Regions from separate parts of the Triticum aestivum genome. Here region 1 is linked to region 2. The links are chromatin contacts, called in public Hi-C maps. All regions are on one chromosome and are shown on one strand. Each heading gives the region's core, a stretch centred on a gene start, on an enhancer-like site or on the middle of the called end of the contact. The rest is flanking DNA. Distances are from core to core; before and after follow the strand shown. Region 1 holds the start of LOC123138325 (pentatricopeptide repeat-containing protein At1g73400, mitochondrial). Region 2 holds the start of LOC123138323 (transport inhibitor response 1-like protein).

Region 1 (6,463 bases), core at 3,605-6,104, 460 kb after region 2:
AGAACCAGCCGTCTTTCTACCTCGGAACTCATGAAAACTTAGCATACCCACCTCGTTGGAGGACGGGCCATGGCATGGCATGGCACCACGAGTTCAGATAATTTGCTTGCACTGCAGCACGATGGTATCCCAGGCTCTCAGTCCCAAAATTTCTTCTGCGTCATTATATTCCAGGTTCTCAACATGCAGCTATTCCATGCTATGCGCCTATGCTGTCCTGCGCCTAGCTGACTAGTAGTTGCTCACAGGTCACACAGCACAGTTGGTATGGGGCTAGGAAGCCAAGCCCGGCCACGAAATTTTGCCCACTCTGTTCTTAACAACACTGGCTGCCACCTGTAACAGTCAAACATCACATAGCCGTTAGTAAAAGCTTGACCAAGTCCTTGTTCATACTCCCTGTCCCAAACTAAATGTCTCGAGCTTAGTACAACTTTGTACTAAAGGTAGTACAAACTTGAGACACTTATTTTGGGACGGAGGGAGTAGAAGATATGAGCTCAATGTAAACATGGATCAACTGGGGGGTATTCAGCAACGCTGCCGCTCTTTTCCAAAAGCAATGCAGCTGAAGAGATGGTATAACCCGCTCCAGTACAGAGTTAGAGCTAGTCAATCTACAGTAATATATTGATCGGTATAGCAAAAAAGTGCAGCACACTGACAAACAGCAAGATCAAAACCTGATCTATCCTTCAGCTGGCTCCAGCCATCAAAGCTTGGTAATATAAGACTTCAGAAAAAAGGGCATATCCCAGTTAGTAACGATTTCAGCTACACTGAAGTGCTATGTGTGACGCATTTTCGTTGTCAGTCAATTTGTTTACTCTAGCATGTGATAGTTAATCCATTACCCGGTGTTCCTAGTTTAATATCATCTGATCAGCAAACTAGCTACGGTTAGCAGGACAGTTTTTTCAGAGGTGGACAGCTTTGAATAGCAGCCAAGCAATCACATTTGTTCAGTATCGCCATAGTGTATACAAGCATATCTGCTCATTGGTGTTTCTTGTTTTTTGTAGCGTACCAATAACGCAGGAAGGAATGCAGATGTTCTGTGGAAAATAAGTGCATCTGGCATTCACCTCTTCTTTTTTAAACCGGAACCCCCCTCATTTCTGTTCTAATAACTGGATGAGTAAGATTCTGCTTGAAATAAGTCTGCTAGTAACATGTTCCCAGACAAGCTGAGCTCTCGAGACTCCAGAGTATCTGAAATTGATTTTGGTTGTCACGTGGAGACAAGAAAAGTTGTGTCGAATTGCATGCTTAATGACAGGAAATTCAGTCTTGGGCCTTTGTGGTTCATTTGAGAGAGCGGCAAAAAAAGAAGATGAAAAAGGTTCCACAATAGAACTAAGGAAAAAGCTTCATGGGGTGTGCATATGATGTATAAAGCAAATGAAAACATACTCACATTGCCTGTTTCCTTGGCAAAGTACTTCGGTTCATACGCTGCTTCCACTGCATATTGCTCCGACAAAATGTGCACACTTGTATCAACCACCCTGTAAAAAAGAAAATATGTATGTTTTATAGATAACTTGGCTTAAATCCAATCAGAAAGTAAAGGCCAAAGAACTGCAAGTTACGTCCTTGGTTAGTCTAATCGATGAACTTGTCGTGTCATCACCAGAATGAACATAAATATCTCACAGAAGCACATATACCACCAATAATTGCGTTTTGGAACAAAAAAAACCAGACACCATTACTGAAACTAGTTACTGCCTTTACTACTTTTTTGAACTAGATCAACACTGCTACGATTCAAGTTCTCATCTCCCTACTGCTTACAGTCAGGATGGCGATGATTGGCTACAGTTAGTTATATCTGCTCAAACCTGCTACAACTAGCCATCTTGTCCTGCATTTTCTCTGCCCTCAAGTATGCAAGTTTTCAATAATTGGTATTTCTTTAACTTTCGGTGAGAGTTAGCATATTATCGTTAATCAATACAGTATATCCTTGTGATTTCTGTAATAGAAGAAAAGGACATCACTTATTTGCCTGAAGAGACCAAAAATATGTGTGGAACGGGAAAACCAACAAAGGGCAAATTGGTTTAGGCAGTAGACTGGTTTAGCTGGCTACTTTCATAACACAAACAATAGGTTTTACACTAAGTTTGCATTAAGCCAATTCATCTTGGTCAAGTAAAAGGAAAACTCAGAGCTTTACAACAGAAAGTGTTTAAAACAGAAGCAATCAAGTAAGGGATTTTCATATTTCAGTAGGTAAAATAATAAATTGGTCCAGGTTCCAGAGTATTTACATCATAGCTTGTTTAAATTAAAATAGCGGAAAGTCTTAGTATATCTTTATTGCCACGTAGGTTTCTCTGCATTTCTTTCAGGCAGTGAACTGGTTTTTGGAGTGGGGTAAGGTAGGACTGCAAACCAAGCTATACCAGCAAATGCAGGTATGATATAAGGATAAAACTAAAGTCGATTGAAACACACTGGTTTATCGTTTATATTGATCCATCTACTGTACTGTTGCATAGGTTAAATTGAATTTATCTCAGGCAGCAAACTGATTTTTAGAGAAGGGGTGGGCAGCCGACAAGTGCTACTCCCTCCGATCCATATTACTTGCTTAGATTTGTCTAGATACGGATATATCTAACACACAAGTAATACGGACCGGAGGGAGTAAGATATATGAGGGAAATTCCATTGAAACAATATACAAAACGCAAGTGTTAGCCACCAAAAACGTGATTGCCTACCACAGTATTGTAGCAACCATTTTGATTCTAAAGTTTAAGTTTGAAATATTGCAATACAACTACACATTAGAGTACATTGTGTCGCTGTTAGCTGCCCTTTGGTAAAACGATGTCCATGTGATTAGCATCCATATGTAACTTAGGCCCTCCTTGCTCAGGGAAAAGTAGGCAAAATAAGTACTGATGACCAAAACTGTACAGAATGCAGCACGTCTAATACGGCTACTAATAGTTGGCACTTGCCAGTAAAACCAGGGAAGTGGTTACCTCATGTACGCTCTTGACTATTCGTGCTAACAATAAATCTTGCAGAACTCATCTCCTTCTAATACCAATGCTCTTCTTCTTCTGTGTGATCGAAAAACGTCTTGACATTGCAACATTGTAAAATTTTCTCATATGCTCTGAAAGCCGATGTATTGCGCCAAGGTTGCCAACAGCTGACAATTGCAGCATGATAGAATCGAACTTCTTGTACGACAGTTTCATATCATGGTTTATTACTTCATCTAGAAGAGTGGTTGCATCTTCCGTTCTTCCACAATCAAACAGCCCATCAATCATTATTTCGTAGGTATCAACAGCACGTCGACATCCTCTCTTGTCCATTTCAGTCCAAATATTGAGTGCCCTGTGTGGCTCTCTCATCTCAAAAAACATCACCATCAGCATATTGTAAGTATGAACACTGGGCTCACAGTGTGCTTCTATCATCCTCTCGGCGAGTTTGAGCGCATCATCAGCCTTCTGAAGACGACAAAGTACCTCAAGAAAGCAATTGTAAGTGACAATGTCAGGAGGAAACCCAGCCTTCCCCATCTCCTCCAAAATGCAGTAGGCAGCATCGAGTCTATCCACCAAGCACATGCCTTCAATCAAATCTTTAAAGGTTGATACATCAGGCATGCAGCCTCGTTTAATCATATCTGAAATCAGCTCAAAGCACTCATCCATCCGATCAGCTTTGGCTAGCGCAACAATCATAATAGCATATACCTTAGCAGTGGGAGAGGATATCTTCGATCCCTCGGTCCTCATGAACTCAAACAACTCTCTTGCCTCCGAGATCAAACCAGCGCTGCAGAACGAGTCAATAGCAGCAATGTACGTGAAGTTCTCTGGGGTGTGCTTCATCTCAACCATTTCCTCGAGCACCTTCATGGCCTTCTTGGGGTCCCTGGCGCGGCACCACCCAAAGAAGAGGATGCTGTAGGTCTCGGCATTTCCTTGCAGCTTCTTCTTCACGCGACCAAACACCGTCTCCGCCTCCCTGACCATCCCGCACTTGCAAAACGCGTCCAGGAGGATGTTGAGCGCGTCGGTCTCCGGCGGCGTGCGCATCCGCACCCGCCGCTTCTTCGCCAGCTTCCTAAGGTTGGTGAGGTGCTTCTCGGTGTAGGCGCGCAGGATGCCCAGCAGGTCCTCGACCGGCACCGACCTCGTGCCGTGGCGCTTCATGTGGTCGAGCACGTCGCAGAGGACGCCGAACTGGCGGGACTTGTACCGCGTCCCGGAGAGGATGTCGATCATGTCGTTGTACGTGCGGTGCTCGTGCTCGTAGTTGTCCTGCTGGGACGCCCAGGCGAAGAAGCGGAAGGCCAGCTTCTCCTCGTAGCGCAGGCGGTGCATCACGTCGGCCACGAGCGGGGTGGTCAGCTCGGCGCCCAGCGCGTCGAGGGCGGCCTCCGTGCCCTCGTTGGAGCCCTCCTCTGTCTCTGTCACCGCGTGGTAGATCCTGTCGGACAGAGACGCGACGTGCTCCTCCTGGAGGTTGGTGGGGAGGAGGACGTGCCCGGAGGAGAACCGTCGCGCCGGGAGGTCCGGGAGATGGCGCCGCGGTGGCGGGGGCGGGGGCAGGGCCTGAGCGCGGTTTGAAGGTGGGGAGGATGCGCGCGAGTAGTATGCGGCGGCGGGGGAGGACAAGGGCGCCGCGGCGAGAAGGCAGCGGAGGTGGCGGAGCCGGAGGGGGAGGTTGGGGGATATCATGTGGCTTGGGAACGCGAGGCAACGGGGGATGAGGGATTCGGAGACTGAAACGGACACGGCGGCCGGCGGCCGGCGGCGCGGAGGGTGCTTGTTTCTACGGTGGGTTCTGAGAAGAGGGAAGGGGATTGCAGGGCCTAACACTGTGGCCCAGACAGACTATCTAGGCTAAGCGGGCCGAAGGTAATGGAAATGGACTCATTACACACAGTTTTCCATCTTCACATAAAAAATACACTCATTTTTCCTTAAATCTTTTATTAAAATTAATAAAAATAAACATTAAAACTTATGTAAGGTATTGTCGTCCGATTCTCTTTCATACGTTTCCCCTCCCTCTCGCGTTTTTTATTTTTTTCTCCATTTTTTTGTCAATTTTCCCTAAGAACCACCTCAATTGATCCACTTTTTATTACCTTATCAAATAAAATGTAATTCAATAAGTGCTTAATTACTTAAATAAATGTTAGAATATACTTTTATAAAATCATATTAATATGAGCAGGTAAATTACGGGCTAACCTACTAGATATTTATGCCTTGTTGCAACACACATGCAATTATATAGTTCCTCAAAACAAGTATGGACACGCTACATTTTTTATGATTATTTATCTAGTCTAGAAGAAAAGTGACAGAACCAACGCAAACAAGTATAGCTTGTTGGCTGGGGCAACCACCTCCTTGTGTCAGTGACTTAGTCGCTGAGGATTATAACTCTGTCATTTTGGAATAATAAACCCTATGATTCTCCGCAAAAAAAATATTGATGTGCTTACGTGAACTATATTAGCAAAACAATAAAGAAAAACAACTGACATGATGTCCTACACGCCCCATTTAGTTCTCCTAATTTATGATTCATGTGTGGGGTCAACCAAGTTTTACAACGTGTTCACAATCACGGCCACACGAGTTGCTTCATGTGGTTGTCGTCAACACATCACATTTCCATTCTTGTCCCCATCCTTCTCCGCAGGGCCTTCCATGGGCCTATGCGGGTTGTGCAACCGCACAGGGCCCCCAAATTCCAGGCCCTCCAGTTTTGGGTCCAATGTCTATTTTTGTTTTGGGTCCTTTTTTCACAGCTAGTCGCTTGCTCCCCAAATCGGGCCTGCTCCTAAATCTCCCGAAACGAGCCTTTCCCAAGTCCCGATCTACAGTCTGCCAATCCATCGATCTTTCCTGAGACGAATTGGCGAACGGTAATGCTACACCTACGTAGCAGAAGTTACGTACTTTACGTGATTAGCAACGTGGATAATCATCATTGGGGAAGAGGGAGGATGAGGCTCCACCCCCCTGAAATCAGGGGGGCTGAGAAGGATTTAGGAAGGTTACGTAGAAATATTTTGTAGCTTTACGTGGGTATAGGATTATTGATTGGCGAAAGTGTGGCGGAGACGAACTGACGGGAGTGCGGCATACGTAGGTCAGGGATGTTGTCTCTCTTTTGAATGCTTCATTTCATGCCTGGAGACACAATGCATAGCCCTTCTTGTATGAAGAACTGATTCCATGATTCCGCTAGCTGCCGGATGCTCAGAAAGTTGCAGCAAATCCCAATGCACAAGTAGAAGCAGTAGATGGCCGATCTGTCCATCAGGTGCACTTGAATTAAATCCCTATTTAATATACTACTTTGTAGTGTTGAATAATTATATCAGTGAGTCTATTCTGTGCATATGCATCAGTTCATCAATCAAATTTTTAGTGAAGATATATAGTAGGTTAGTGAGAAGATGTCT
Region 2 (7,170 bases), core at 2,964-5,463:
CTTGGAGTTGAGGGGAAAAAAGCAGAGAATTCTGGATAAGAGTCCACTGCACATGGACAAGAACTGTGGCTTGTGTTTATCTAGACTTGGGTTACATCAGGTCTGACTTCATAAGATGCTTAAGGATATGTGATGAATATTTAGTACTCCCAGTAAAGTGAGGGAGTAGTGACCGTTGAATTAGCACCAACTGGGCAATGCTTCAACAGAAGCTGAAGAAACCTTTTTGCGCACAAATATCTGGCTTTGATTGAAGTTGTGGGTATTTTTGGAACCAGGATAAGAGTCAGATTAGTCATAACAAGCTAGAATCCAGTGATAACCAGCCCCACAGAGAAGACAGAGATCTAAAAATCATCAGCACACACCTTGTCTAGCCAATTATTTTGGAACATAAGCGTACATGTTACTATGTCAGTAAGTAAAACCATTACCTTTTTCCTCTTGCCTTGTGGAAGGTGCAACTCTGCCAATTGGGAGCTTTGAGCTTTTGACGCCTCCAGGGATGTACACAGGAGAAGGATGAAAAGGCAAATCCCTATCTGACAGTAGATGTCATGCAGATCTACACGAAACAAGGACCAAGGACCACTCTTGAGATCAAATCATTAGTAGGTCATGTCCTTATCATGTGCCAATACACAGGCAGAGGGCATTTATTTGCTATGGTGGTAGCAACAGAGCAGTCATAATCAAAGTAGCATGATCATGGCAAATGAACAGGCAAGAAAGCAAGGAGAACGTGATAACAAATTGATGCTGACTGAATTTCATCATCCAATATCTTCTTGATTAATAACAGCAGAAGGTTGTGACCAGGAAAAGTGATAGTGGTCTACATTGATCTACAAAAATAAGTTGTGGAAACTATAAAAAAATGGGAAGAGAAAATTTATCGTCGCTGGGATAATCTAAAATACAAGGCAAAAAAGTTGATGGAACATTCCAACATAGATAATGCCGTTCCTTCGTCTGAGCAGATAGATTGAACAGTACATGGCAAAACACCAAAGGCTGGAGACTTGAGGGCAAAAGGAACCATGTAAAATCTGCTGCCGAATTGGAGCCGACCTTCAGCAAGTCTCTGTGCAATCATTAATCGGTTCCGACAACTCAACTATGATACAACAAAGGCATCGGTCTGGTGCTGGCCAGAAAAATAACTCATATTCCATTGAGAATAAGGTGAGATGCCTCACCAAGATACATACATCAAAGAAACCTCGTACAGGTTCAAGTCTCGACTCAATCAGCCCAGAAAAGAATAATTGATGATCTGCTTAATTAAATGATGCATTCATATTTCCCGCAAAATCATCCGCAGGGAACTTCCTCTCTGGCTCTGGCATACTTGAACAGGAATACAACAGCAGTGATCAGGAATAGTAGAACAAACATGACCATACAACAAACTTCTTCAATGGCAGTACTACAAGATGTTGACAAATGATGGAGCATCTTCCCTTGGTCCTGCCAACGATCGATACAGGTACAGCTTATCAACGGTATCCATTTCCCCTTCATTTTCCTTCATTACTTCAACCACCAGATTAGGCATTTGCTGAGCTACATCCCCACAACCCTTCACAGTTAGCCTGCATGAGTTCATCCAAAAGAACCTCATGTTGTAAAAATAGTTCAGGCCAGAGAGCAATCCTTTGTCGCCAAAAGGGCTATCCCTGACCTCAAGCTTCTGCAACCTAGTGCACCCCTCAAACACGTGTTGAAGAGACATGTCACTATTCCCGGCAAAGGCAACAGACAGAGTCTTTATGAGTTTTCCGTGTCTTCCAATGTATGCAAACGCCTTATCAGTGAGCAGGCCAGAGACTGAAAGTCTGGTGAGCTTCTTGCAGTTCATCACAATCGCCCCAAAACCCTCATCCATGGGCGCCCCGGTAATCCGATCAGGGCGGTGGCGGCCCATAATACAGAGGCGGAACACCAAAAGGTCAGGGCAGTTCTCGGACATAGCAATTACTGCTGCATTTGTCATGCGCTGGCAAAAGTAGAGAATTGATTCAAGCATTCGGCAGCCTTCTGAGATTGCCTGGAGACCAATATCTGAGACTGAGCCCTCAGAATCCTCGGTGGCATCCAAAGGAAAAACACGTAGCTCACGGAGATTTGAGCATGTTTCAGCCACAGCCCTAAGGCCTTCATCACCCACAGTATCAAGAACCTACAATAAGAAATTGGAACACCAACACCTGATGTCAAAGTACATAAACCAATATATCTATCAATGTGGCGGCAAAAAAAATCACAAAATACTTACCCATAAAGTGCGAAGATTGACGCAGTGGCGAATAACTGGTATGAACTCTTCAGCAGTTAGACCCGCAAAGCTAAAATTGAGGGAAGTGAGATTGGCACAAACTTGGTAGATTGCTGGGAGGTATGCTGCATTGGCATCCAAGAAACCTGACAAACAAACAAGTGATCTGGACGCTGCGAAAGAGGTAGCGAGCTCAGACACAGACAAAGCACCCCCAGGGCCTGGCTCAGATCGGAATGATCCAGTGCCAAGGTGAGTTAGATGGGGTGCCCTTGCCATGAGACGACGCAACTGCTCTATCGACACATGGTCATTAACGCGAAGACGACGCAGAGCTGGTGAGCGTGCAACAAGTGCCTCCAGGGCCTCAAAGTTGAATGGGACACTAACACAATCAAATACAAGCGACTCCAGCGACGTGTTGCACTCTGGAAACTTGGAGATCCAATCCACTACTTCACTCTCCTCCTCATGGAAATAATCTTCAGTCAGATCCAGTACTCGAAGATGCCTAAAAAAATAGATGCAACGATCCATAAGATACACACTTGAGTACTAGTATATCACAGTTTGCTAGAACTATTTGCCATAACCATAACAGAAAAACTATCAAAAGCTGAGTGCGAGTAACGGCAAAGATTCGAGTGTGACACTACCAAGTGTCACGAACTGAGTAGAGCTCAAGAACAATAAAGATCTAGCTTTGACAGAACGTGTAGGGATGAGAACCCAGCAAGGCAATAAAAGCTATTGCCTAGATAAGATTCTGATCCATGGCAAAGCCGGACCAATAAAACCGAAAAAAGCATAAAGGAGTAGGCGTGCACATTAAATAAAGTGGGAATGGCATGATGCAGCTGAGAAGTGAACAAATGCGCCAATGACAGTATGATACTGTCCCAGCCCGTAAAGCTGATACGTTGATACGCAAAGACGAGAAAGGGAACCGTACCGGCAGCCCTCGGCGATGACGGCGAGGCCGCGCGTGGTGAAGCCGTCGCAGCAGACGAGCGAGAGCTCCTTGAAGAGCGGGAAGGACCTTGGGATGAGCGCGAGCTCGTCGTCGGAGACGGTCATCCGCTTGAGGCAGATGCGCTCGAGGCGCGGATAGGCGGGGCCGAGCGCGGCGACCCAGGGGGAGACGTTGGCGCCCCAGCCGTGCGGCACGAGGCTGAAGTCGGCGAAGCGGGGCTTCCCCTTGAGCACGACGGCCCGCACGCCCCCGAAGCGCTCGACGGCGCGGCGCGGCGAGACGGCGTAGCAGTTGCCGATGAAGAGCTCGCGGCGGGTCTGCGCCTCGGCGCGGTACCAGGAGCGGCAGACGAGCGAGGCCGCGTTGCGGTCGCGCGCCGCCGTGAGGAACTCGAGCACGCTCTCCAGCACGTTCTCCAGCACCTGGTCCGGCGGCGCCCACCTCCCGCCGTTGCTGCAGCCCCTCAGATCCGGCGCCCACCTGTCGCCCCCTCCCGGCCCGCCGCTGCCGGAAGAGTCGTCGCCGTCGTCCTCCGACATCTGCGATGGCGGCGAATCCGTGTCCTCCGCCGCATCGCGCATGCCGGCGGGGGCTAGGGTTACGGCGGGCTGGGGGATCGGAGCGGGGGAGGGGGAGGAGGGGGGAGCGCTCATGTGACGAGGCGCTGGAGGTGAAAAGGATTAAATAATGATTAGATCTGAGGAGCGAGCGAGGTGGACTGAGCGAAGCAATGCCCGTCCTTTTTATTCCTCTCGCTCTCGCTCTCTCTCCTCTCGCCGGTGAAAGTTTGGATTTTTGGAGATGGATGGATGGTGAGCGATGCGTCCGGACGACAGTGCCCGGAGACGACCGGGAAAGCACGGAAGAGGACGGGTATGTACGTACGAATTTACGTTGCGGCACAGAGAGATTGATGATAATGGAAGGGAAGAAACATGGTAGGTGGTTAAGGAGCGCCGCTGCGCTCCTTTGTTGTTTGGAGCGCATCGCCGTATATAGTAAGTGCATGTCCTTCTGTTCTGCTGTCTACGCTAGAAAAAAAAATTGCTTGGCCACACCCCATAGCGCATATGGATGCCGATTGAATCAGTCTAAATCCTATCCCTAAATGCATTTATTTGAGGTTTAGAAAGTTGTAAAAGGCATAACTTTCGATTCAAGCATCAAAATTCAGTTTCGCTTTCACCTTAGATTTCTGACGACGAGTTCTTCAAAAGTAGATCTCGTATGAATACATTTCATCAAACTTTTTTTAGGACAACTTTGGTTGCAATGGAGGCAACTATAATGCTATAGGGAAGCAACTTCTTCTTTTTTGCCTAGAACGAAAAAAATCACACAAAACATAAAGCATCTTTAGTGCTACATACAAAGCAACTTCACTGCACTATGTGTATCAATTTGGTAACATTATCCCAACTTGTCTATCATGGTTGCTCAAATTGCCTATTGTTGATGCTTAGTTGCCTACGGTTGCCTAGTTGCTTACTATTGGTAATTAGTTGCCTACAATTGCTTCTCAGTTGCCTAACTTTGCAAAAATAGTTGCCTACAATATTATGAAGTTCTTTATCATTGTTTTTCTAAGTTGCCTACAGACACTCTGAAGTGGCCAGGATTCACCATCGTGTTGTCTACCATAACTAGCAATAGCTAACGCAAGAGCATAATCGGTAGACGACATCATGGTATTATAGGTCATTTAAAAGCAATGGCGAGCAATAACAATAAGCAACTTAGAAGTATCGGTGAGGAAGTTAGGAGAATATTACATAAAATTAACTAGGACACAAAATGTAGTGAAGTTGCTTGCTTTTAGCACTAAGGTTGCCTCTTATCCAAGGAAAGTTGCTTACGAAGGTGATGTGATATTATCCACCTCTGTTTAAGTTGTTCTATATTATTAGTTAGTTGCTTATTGTTGCTAATTAGTTATTTTTAGGAGTGAAGTTACTTCTGTTTAGTATTAAAGTTGCCTCATCCAGTGCCACAGTTGCTTTCGAAAGAAAAAAAATAAAAGAAACATATCCATATGGGGTTTAGTTTTGACCTAACTAGCCAACTCATGTGTGTTTTGCATCATTATATCTGAAGACGTTAATGATTTTCACAGATTACTTGACCAAAATTTAAGGACTTGCATAGGTTTATGGGCAATTGTCTAATCCGTCCCCTTGTCATTACCCCCTATGCAACTTCTCATCTAACACTCGCGACCTGGCTAGCCCACAAGTGCACGCTCAGTAGTGTTAACAACTTAGGTCCAAAGTCGCCTATATATGAAACTAAGTTGTATGCAACTAAGGATGATGTTAAGCTACTAGCTAGTCATGGTAGCCACCTTAGGGTACTATTAGCATACCTTGAAAACTAAGTTGCCTACAATATAATGAACTTAGCGATGAAGCTAGTTATGATAGACTACTTGCTAGTTATGGTAGGAAGATTAAAGGGTGAAGGTATTTAGCTTGGTAGTCATGGTAGTCAACTTCAAAGGGATTTTCGTTGATATGCGATCATACTATGGATACTAATAAGAAGTTGCTTTTTATAGCACTAAAGTTGCTTGTGCAGCATTCAAAGTTGCTTTAATTTTTTTTATCGAAACATACCAATATGGGATCTAGTTTTTAAGAACTCATCGCGAGAAACACAATGGTGAAAACAGAATTGAAATTCGATGCTTGAGTCAAAAGTTAAGGATTTTAGAAAATTTTGAAGCTCCAAATCAATGCATGCACGTGGGATCTTATTGAATAGCGGGGTAGAGGGGAACGTGAAGACGTGAGGGGACCAACCGACGGGTACTTTTTCTATTTAGTCAGGTATCATCTTTTGAAATGCATGGGACTAGTAGCAATGCAATCGCATTAAGAAAACTGGGATCGGACGGCTTAGATGCGAGGGCTCGCTGCAACCAAATAGTGCAGCTGCACTTACAAGTATTTAGGAAGAAACATGGCATGCTCCGAGTGCGGCCGATTATATGATGCGTCAGGGTTTTTGTTTTGGAAATATTGGTGTAGTTCCACAAGTTTAGTCTTTTCCAGTAACTTTCCCGATGTGGTACCTTGTTGGAACAGGTTTAACCAGTTAGTTTCGAGTAGAAAAATATTCTATAAAAGCATCTGCAGCCGGACCTCTCAAACCCACTTTCCCCTCTCTACGCCGGACGGACGACCTAGTAACTGGTCATAAAAATGCAACCCGACCGCACCTCTCAAACCAGCCCCATACGTTTGGGTTGTTCGACGCCCCACAAACTCAGCCCATCTGGGGCAGATATCAGAAGGCCCGGAGCCCCGGAAGCATTCGGCGCACCAGATCCAACAGACCAGACCGACCCTGAAGTAGCATAACGTTGTGGAGGAGCAACTCCATCTTGCGGCTACAATGTGCAGAGCACAAGTGTTGAAGGAAAAATTTCAACGTGTTGCGCTAGATCACTCCAGAGGCCAAGATAGTGCTGATATGGCAGCGGGAGTTCAATGCAAAACTCATAGAACTCTACATCTAGTCCAAGATCTTAGATAAAAATACCAAGTTCTATTATAAGTAGTGGGGGTACGTAGTCTAGGTACAAACTAGAGGTGAGTACCTCTATTTATAGGGCTTTAGAAAGCCTTCACATACTTCTACTTATGGTTAGAATGCTCCAGAAAACATTGCTTAAGATTCACCTTTCTACTCATAGCTAGAATACTATAGAAAACTATAGCTAGGGTTGAGAAAAGAAAAGAAATACTCCCTCTGTAAAGAAATATAAGAGAGTTTAGATCACTTTTTAGTGATCTAAATGCTCTTATATTTCTTTATGGAGGGAGTACTAGACTACAATAGAAGTCTCTAGAAGTAGCTAAACAGATTTGACATATGATTATATTTTTATTTTCCTCATCTATTGTACCTCATTATTCTC

What was found. A called contact is a pair of places that touch in the nucleus more often than the background predicts.
Region 1: a Hi-C map of leaf shows a contact between it and region 2, with 4 times the contacts expected there. The contact joins the promoter of LOC123138325 here to the promoter of LOC123138323 in region 2. A contact is called at or near these places in 2 of 5 Hi-C or Micro-C datasets (both in leaf).

The regions. Positions count from the first base shown.
Region 1 is chr6B:618,241,000-618,247,462 of IWGSC CS RefSeq v2.1, forward strand. It overlaps LOC123138325 (pentatricopeptide repeat-containing protein At1g73400, mitochondrial), which reads right to left and starts at 4,855. Exons shown (of 3, transcript XR_006468980.1): 1 at 3,000-4,855; 2 at 1,418-1,508; 3 at 1-336.
Region 2 is chr6B:617,778,890-617,786,059 of IWGSC CS RefSeq v2.1, forward strand. It overlaps LOC123138323 (transport inhibitor response 1-like protein), which reads right to left and starts at 4,214. Exons shown (of 3, transcript XM_044558280.1): 1 at 3,231-4,214; 2 at 2,279-2,789; 3 at 744-2,182. The coding sequence starts at 3,904. The coding sequence ends at 1,430.